Regions from separate parts of the Rattus norvegicus genome. Here region 2 is linked to region 1. The links are chromatin contacts, called in public Hi-C maps. All regions are on one chromosome and are shown on one strand. Each heading gives the region's core, a stretch centred on a gene start, on an enhancer-like site or on the middle of the called end of the contact. The rest is flanking DNA. Distances are from core to core; before and after follow the strand shown.

Region 1 (4,254 bases), core at 695-3,194:
AAGGTGTTGACAGAAGACTCACCTTATTAGACCTTGCAGGGTGACCTGGGAAGTCTATCTCTGAGGGGAATAGTTACGATCAGTTTCCCTGTGGTTCTACAAAAAACAAGGCGCATGAAACCGCTCACTCTGAGTGACACATAATACAGAAAGCAATACCCCTGAACAAGGTAAAGCTGAGACTGAGCTGCACGTGACGTGCTCGCATGTTTAAGGAACACAAGTCCTTTAAGTCCTTCAGAACAGAGACTTCTATCAAACCATCTGATGACCGAAGTGCCCCGATCGATCGTGAGTCTGGAGTAGGCAAATGGGTAGTGAGCAGAAAATTTACCTAGCATGCAAACCCAGAGGGGGTAGTTTGGGTGTGGCAGTGGATAGGGAAAAGCTGGAACCCTTGGGTGTGACCGAGAGGGAGTTGGAATCAGGAGAGTGCCAGCCATGGGCAGAATTCATGCTTACCTGACTTCTCCGGAACAGGCTGAGTTCCAAGCTCCTGGCCCCTCTAGTTTGGAGTGTCTGCAATGGGAGGACACCACAGAGGTTCTGCCTAAGTGTTACTCTCTTGGGGTTTCAGAGAAAGGTTGGATCAGGGAACTGGGAAGAGAGACTAGGCCAAGGCTGCTCTTGGGATTCAGAACCCTGGCAGTGGCTGACAGATTTCTGAGACTGAGCGTGGTCTTCAGCCCGCAAAATCAGCAGGTCGCCATTCTGCTTGGGCTTTGCCCTGTCTCAAGCCCTGTAGTTTGAAACAGCAGGCTCCACATCTGAGGAAAGCGAGTCTTCTGCGCTTCCTCGTGCTCTTGACAAGGCTGAGTCAGATGACAGGGCCCCGGAATGACCAGCCCATGCTTACGGCTTCCCCGTCTCTGCCGATCGCGGTCGGCCAGCTAATGTTCTAAAGACTCGACTGCAGGTACAGCACTGGCTTCAACCCGTGGGGACAGCCAGGTGACCATTACTCTGTGGCCAGTGGTAAGCATCTAGGAGTTTACAGGGAATTTATTTACTTTTCAAGAATATAAGAGGTAAAAAAAGAGGAAGGGGAAAAAGTCTAGGAAATGCCTTCTTCTGCATCAGCTTGAGTGACATAATGTCCCTGTTTGCTGTGCCTGGAAGTGTTTGCCCAAGGATAGCAACACTGTGTAGAACATGCTGTCACACGGATTGGCCCTTGTAGGTCGTACTGTCCTATCCAAGCATGGGGGGAGGGAAGACAACACTACTAGTCCCCTCCTGTGTGCCAGCTGCATGTTGGTGGTCCCATCTCACTAACAGCCTGGGGTGGGGTGGCATCACTCTGGGTCTCTAGAATGGGCTGCAGCTCTAAGAAGGGCTGAGGAGCTTGTGAGGTAATGGGGAAGCAGAGAAACAACTAAGCAGGTTAGGGAGGGAGCTTAGGAGAGAGACTTTGCCCCTGAAAGCTACCAGAGCCGTTGAAAGGCTGTGGCAGTGGAACAGATTCGCCCTCCAGCCCTCCCGCAGCTGTGCAAGCACGAAATGAAAACCAGAGAGAGCAGTCCGGAAGGCACATCTCTTGTCCCTCCTCTGTCCTTGTGCACACAGAAGAGAGGTCTCTGGGCTCCAGGCTGGCAGTTCAATAACCCATTTTACAATTTTAGATCCAAGCCAGTGGCCCCCAGTTTTAATTTAGATTATTGAAAGATGGTAAATTGGGCCAGACAAGTGACAGGCGCTCGCGGTGTGGGCACAGCGCTGGCAGGTTGCTGCTAGGATGATTTCAGTCATGACATTGAGGTCGGGAGAGCAGACAAAGTCTGAATTTAGCGTAGCCGTTCACTCACTAATCATGAGACACTGGAAATGTCATCTAATCGTTCTCACGTGCTTTTATTTCACTGTCGAAATATGTTTCATAGCGAGACGATGTCTCACCGCCCCATCTCCTGTAATTGTTGCCTACTGTTTTATAAAAGCCGGCGCATTCTTGCCTTTCAATAAATGCTAGCAAGCGTCATTCCGGGAGCCTAGTTGCATCACCAGTATGGCATCATCTGGTTCTTCCTTGTGGAGCAATACTGCCGCTCAGTGGATGAATGTGGAACTGCAACTAGCAAAGTGTTTCCGCCCCACCCTTCTTTCTACAAGGTCAGGGAAACTCCAGCTTGCTCAAAAGGCTCTTTTGTCCCCCCCCCCCGTACTAAAACAAAGCAAAACAAAACAAACAAACAAACAAACAAACAAACAAGAAAAAACCACTTCAATCCCAGTGAATTTTGAACCTTGAGCTAAAGAAAGAATGCCACTTAATTTTAATTTTATTTATTTATTTTTGAGACATGTCTCACTATGCAGCTCCATCTGGCTTTAAAACACTTAATCCTCCTGCCTCTGCTTCACAAACGCTGGGATTACAGACATGCGCCACAACTTGTGAAGAACCACAATCTTCACTGGCCTGGGAACAACTTTCTAGACTTGGCGTGCCCCACCCTCATGTACCACTAACAAGGACCATATGGGCAGAAAGCGAAAACACAGCAGAGAACCACAGGACAGGCACCGCTAAGAAACATTCAGTGGGCGCCACTAGGCCTCAGTTGGAAACACAGTAACCAGAAAACAAACAAACAAAAATCCCACCAACTGTCTAGTTGGGGAAGAAGCACATTAGCTTTTAGCACACAAGAGGTAGATGGAGTGTTCAGACAGCCAGGGCTACGCAGGAAAACCGTGTCTTAAAACAATAAACAAACAAACAAAAGAGAAATAAAAAGGAAGGAAAGGATACGAACAAAATCACGTAAGAATAGATTGCAGTCTATAGTAACGACCTGAAGTCCGGGTGACAGACACTATCCCCACCAGGACTGGAGAAGCCACGGTCCTCGGTGTTCCCAGGGGCCCCGGACTCTATTGGAGTTCATTTAAATGTTCATTGTTTTTGAAGGTAGAGGAAGTGACTCTTGGCTACAAACTCCTCCTCTTGGCAATCAGACGCCAGAAAGGTCACCAAAACATGAACGGGGTTCCCAAAAGGGGGACAGCGGAGGGTCCCCAGGGCTAAACGATCTTCCAGAAACTCGAGTAGCACATAGCAATCACAGAGCAAGGACGAAGACAGGGCTCTTGCTGCCCGAGGACCGGAGTTGGACGCCATAACCCACAGGGGAACAGAGGGGACCAACCAAGTCCTGCCAGGTGTCCTCTGACTTCACACATGTGCTATTTCATGCACACATGCAATTAGTAAATGCAATTTTAAGCAGGCATTGTATATTTGTTGTTTAGATCATTCTCGTTTGAGACAAAACTTTAGGAAAACACTGCTTCTGTAGGCAATTTTTACTTCATCAGTTGTGTTAAGGTTTCCTCTGTATCTCTCTCTCTCTCTTTCCTTTCCTTTATTTTTTTTATAGAAAATAAGCCAAATTATTTGTCTATCACACCTCCAGCAGATGCCTTCCTAAGCCATGGTGGTGGATTATGGGTAAAGACAAATTTTGAATGCAATCTCCTTGCAACTTGCTATCGTGGGGAGGTGGGAAACATGGTGAATGTGGTGGTTTGAATAGAAATGGCCCCTGTAGGTTCATATCTGAATGCTTGGTCATTAGGGAAGTGTGTCACTGGTGGTGGCTTGCTCATTCCTTGACCGAGAACTGATCTTATTCTGCAGGTAATTAAAATGGTATAAAAGCTGATTGGAAAATAAAACATCTGCTTCAGCCTCCGAACTGGCTGGGGTCATGTTAAATGTTGTCGAATTGTCCTTTTCTTTTTAATCCTCGCTCCTGCCTTAGAGAACCTGCTGACTGATGGAGCTGGCTTGGTCATGAAACAAATATGTAGGTGGGGAGCTGGGGAGATGGCTCAGTGGTTAAGAGCACCAACTGCTCTTCCAGAGGCCCTGAGTTCAATTCCCAACAACCACATGTTGGCTCACAACCATCTGTAATGAGAACTGGTGCCCTCTTCTGCCTGTGCGGGCCTACATGTAGACAGAACATTGTACACATAATAAATAAATAAATCTTTTTTTTAAAAAAAGGTAGTGTAGTTCTAGTTGATTGATCTCATCTGCTCCCCAGCAGCGGCATGTGCTTCTTGCTACTTGAAAGAATGAAAAATGCAGAAGTCAGAAGTTTAGAAATGCTAAAATGCTATCTCACCCTAAGAAGCCCTAAATACCTCAAATTCCAGACCCTGCTCTTGGCCAATGAGTAGGTAAAAGGTCACATTTCTTGAGCCTGCTCTCCCAGGAACTAGATACGAACGTGATCCGATCCGACC
Region 2 (4,254 bases), core at 476-2,975, 41 kb before region 1:
CTCCATCTTACCTCCTTCTCTATGCAGCTCCTGGCGTTTACAGCTTGTGTGCCTTGGGATGTTTTCCTTTTAAATTCTAAGAAAAATTAACTTCAACCTGCAATTTGAATCCATTCTTTAATTCTTTTGTTAATGAGACCAAGAATCCTAAAAGGGAACACTGATTTTCCCCAGAATCACGAGGGTACAAATGCAAGAAACAGATCCAAGGAGCATGTGCTTCAGGTCAGAGCTGAGAAAACTCAAGGATGGCCAACAAAGGACGCTTCCTGAAGGATTCGAAGCTGCCGCCCATCTGGTCTCAAGCCTGAGAGGGAAAAGGTGGGAGAGGCAGCTCCCAGGAAGGACAGATCAAACTATGTTCTCTCAAGTAGATGTATCAAAACAATGTGCCAAGTGCCTTAAAATAGGGTGGTGGTGGGGAGTTCTTGGCCCGAATCTCTAAACAAAGATTAACAAGAGGAAAATAGTTTATTAAAAGTGTGGCGCATGGGAGATAAAGGAAGGAATGACACTTCCACAAAGAGCAGTACAATTTTAGGAAAGGGGAAGGCGGAAGAAACAAGAACTACACTCCCCAGAGGTATCGACTGTGAAAGGCAAATCAGAGAGAGGAAAAAAAACAGGAGACAAAGACTCTTCAATCTCTGCTTGCTGCGTGCCACTTCTGGCGGACGAAGGTCTCAAGTGTCTTCCATGATACCACCTTCCGGGTAAAGCGGAGAACAGGGACATCCGTGTACATTTCCATCCAGCTTTTAGGCAAACGGGGGAGGGAGGGTTCCTCTTGCTTCTGTTCCTTTTCAGCTGCCTTTGCTCAAAATAATCCTTATGCTAAAGTGGCCCGTGTCTGGGTGGTGTGTTTCGCTACCCTTCAATAGGATGGGCACAGCTTCAAGGCTATGTAAGGGACTTAGGCCGACCACCTAGTGAGCCCTTGGAGCAGTGAAAGAGCCCGAGGTAAGGCCTGGGAAGACCTGGCCTGGGGCAGGGGTGGGTGAATGTGGGGGAGTGGAGGTGGAGGGAGGGGGAACGGGACTATGTGACACAGGTAAGCAGCTGGATGAACAGGAGGATGGCAGAAGAAGCCCCTAGGCAAAAAAAGTCCTTTCGTTTAACCCAAACAGGACAGGTTCCTATCACGCTCCAGGCTCTGCAGGAGTAAATAGGGCCCGAGTCCTACTTCGGGGGTCCTTAGCCTCTTGCTTAGTCCCAGGACTTTGAGGCTATTAATGGTAGGGCAGGGGGGGCGAAGGAGGCTCTGGCATCTCTCCTGCCACAAAGCCGCTGATCCTCACGGTCCTGACAATCGTCCGCAGGATCTCAGGAGGAATCCCTCTCCCGCGGCCACACCTGAGAGGAAAGGGTGGGCCGGAGAGAAGGGACTAGGGTGACCTTCCGGTAAATACACCTATAGCTGCAGTGGGGGGCTGGGCAGGCGACGGCGGAGGGCCTGGAGCCCTCCCCGGATTCATCGGCTCCCCTGCGCCCCCTGCCGGCCATGGGCCGCACTCCACGCGCCGCCGCCCCGCCCTCCGCACCTGCGGCCGCTCGCCTCCCAGGAGAGGAGGTGGGAGGTGGGGGGGGGGGAACCTTCGGTTGTTTAGGGAGTGGAGGCGTTTCCGGAAGTTCCCTACCTGAGGGGACAACCCGGGACGTCCCCAGACCAGAAATTTCACCCTTAAGAATTACCGAGGGGTGGGGAGGTGACGTTCTTAACTTTTATTGGTTATTAATGCTGTGCGTTTTCTGGGCGAGCTGGGGGAAAGAGCCTGGAAAATGTCATCGACTGAAGAAGTCATTCACTTCTCTTAGCGAGGCTTTTAAATTAGCGCTCGTGTGCCTGGGCAAGCCTGAAGGGGACTCAGAGCCAACAGTTGTGCCCGGGGGAGGGCTGCAAGGAAAGGTTTTCTCCTGCCTGTCTTTTATCTCTAGGTAGTGGAGCCTCCCTCCTCCTGGAAGTCCGCCTTATTCTTCCTGAGCCTCTGTTACAGCCAGTGTCAGTGTCTCAGTTTGGTAGGTCAGGGTTCTCTGCCTATTTTTGATGAGTTTTTTTCCTGAAAGACTCTAAGCCTATTCTGTGTCCAGGGGCAGAAAGCCCTATCAGTGCGCGGCTGATATCTAGGGAGGAGAAGACACAGACACAAAGAGCATCCCATTTCCTGACCAGTCAAGGAGAAACTCCCACCATCCTCAAGTTCCCTGCGAATTTGGTCCCATGTTCCCGAAGATCTTTGTGAGTACCCCGAAATCTGAGCCCCGAACGGTTTGCTCTCTGAAAATATCCGGATGTCACTTAAGATCATGGGGACTTTAAACCTCTCTAGTCTCTCCTCTCCTCATCCCCTGCAATGGCTCCCCATTTCCCTCACAAGAAAAGCCAGAACTGAAGGCTACCCACAACACCTATGAGCCTCCTGCTGCGGCCACCACCCACATCTCTCTGGTCACTTTGTCTACCCTGCTGTTCCTTAACTAAGACAGAAATCAGCCTGGGCTCCGGCCCTGCAGCACACTGGGAAGTACGAGCCAGAGTGGCCAGCTCAGAGATAAAGTACACGTGAGTGCTCAAGGGAGGATGTAAACCATTAGGAAATAAAAAGAAAGTGTGAGTCAAAGTGATGGGTGGGGAGAGGGGAAGGCGCTCCAACCCGGAGAACAGGGAGTGGCCAGGAGGCCGGCTCCACCGCAGCCCAAATGGGAGATGGGGACCGCGGGGAGCACTTTGGATTCTGAGAGATTTGTAAGAATGGTGGCTGATTTCCTCCGTTCTCCACGACGCCAAGAGCCTCCTTCGTTTCTGGTGTGTCGTCTCATCTCGCCAGTCCCCGCCCATGCCCCCGTCAGGTCCATGCCCTCCTCCCACCCCCAAAGGCTAGAAATTGTATAGAGCACCTCTGGGTGGTCTGACTGGGGTCCCAGCAACCTGCTGCCTCCTCCTACCCTTCTTCCAGTTGCTAATCTAAGTTCCTGCCTGAGCTGCAGAGGGTCACAAAAGTCCTGTGTCACATCTTCCCTGCCCTGACCAGGAGGAAACCAAGTTTCAAAATGGCCTTATTTTGCAATCTGACTCAAAAGGGTGTGGAGTGGAAAATTATAGACAGCAGCCACCAAGGGACTTCGGCTTAATATAACTGGTGACCTGGGAAACGGCAGAGGCAGAAAATAATTTCTTCATTCTCGGACTGAGGGACAGAGAGGGTTATTCGAAGCAGAGTCAAAATAGAGACTCCTTCAAGCCAAGGGAGAGGATTGACACATGTATGGGTCAGAAGGGAAGCCCTCCCACTTCCTCCCGGCCCCTCCCTCCAGCTTTTCTCTGCACTTTCTGCTCGTCCACCCGCTTCCCATCCCACCCTCTTGGCTTTCCTGTCCTATCTCCGCTTCTTCTACCCCACCCCCGCCCCTGCTCGCTTCTTTCCCTCCTTCCTTTGATCTGTTCTTTCAGCTTAAGCAGCAGATACTTTAGCTCCTAACCACTTATTAAAAGGGAAAAATCATAAATCTTATGCAGATATCAAATGAGCACCTGTCAGTGACTGCCTTTAACCCATCAATTAATGAGTGATCTAGAAACATGTTGCAAACAGTTCACAGGAGAATCCCTAAACAGACATTCTGAAGTGATACAATTTGCCACTCGAGACATGTTAGTCCATTGGCAGTAAGCACATTTACCGTGTTGTATGGGCGCTCCTGAAGGACAGATCTAGAGCTTTTCATTATACCGGACTGAAGCTGCATACTCATCAATATGATAACTCTCCATCCCCCCCCCTCACACACACACACTCACACACTCACTGGTGACCGTCACTCTGACTGAATCCTCTTAGTACTTTATATAATGGACTCATATGCAAATGTAAAGAAAACCATGAAGCCCTTTGAAGACAATAGAAAGGAAAAATCCTCATGGTCGGTCGAAGGTTTAAAACTACCAACAGATAGTGTCCAGGATGTAGGTGACAGCCATGCACCCACTGACAGGACATATTTCAGTCCAGCCAAATGTAGGTTCATCACCCATGGACTCAACCAATATTGGATATCAAGGTCTTAGTCTGAGAGTTAATATTGCCAATGTTAACAGGGTCTTGAATCACCTAGGAGACAAATCTCTGGGCATATCTGTGAGGAATTTTCTTCACTAGGGTAGCCTCTGGGTGCACCTATGAAGGACTGCTTTTTTTTTTCTTTTTAAGATTTATTTATTATATATAAGTACACTGTAGCTGTCTTCAGACACACCAG

What was found. A called contact is a pair of places that touch in the nucleus more often than the background predicts.
Region 2: a Hi-C map of liver shows a contact between it and region 1, with 4 times the contacts expected there. The contact joins two enhancer-like sites. A contact is called at or near these places in 9 of 12 Hi-C or Micro-C datasets (the A7r5 cell line, the Rat2 cell line, Schwann cells and 5 more).

Annotation. Positions count from the first base shown.
Region 1 is chr6:12,710,926-12,715,179 of GRCr8, reverse strand. No RefSeq gene overlaps it. Among named protein-coding and RNA genes, the nearest start is that of Epcam, 63 kb to the right of the region's middle. Within about 2 kb of position 1,944, at least 63 of the 93 cell types and tissues checked have an H3K27ac peak or open chromatin away from gene starts, as enhancers often do. A contact at or near this core is called in the A7r5 cell line and liver, where this site is marked.
Region 2 is chr6:12,751,547-12,755,800 of GRCr8, reverse strand. It overlaps LOC120103462 (a long non-coding RNA gene), which reads left to right. Exons shown (of 3, transcript XR_010052445.1): 2 at 1-960. Among named protein-coding and RNA genes, the nearest start is that of Calm2, 91 kb to the left of the region's middle. Within about 2 kb of position 1,725, at least 50 of the 93 cell types and tissues checked have an H3K27ac peak or open chromatin away from gene starts, as enhancers often do. A contact at or near this core is called in the A7r5 cell line and liver, where this site is marked.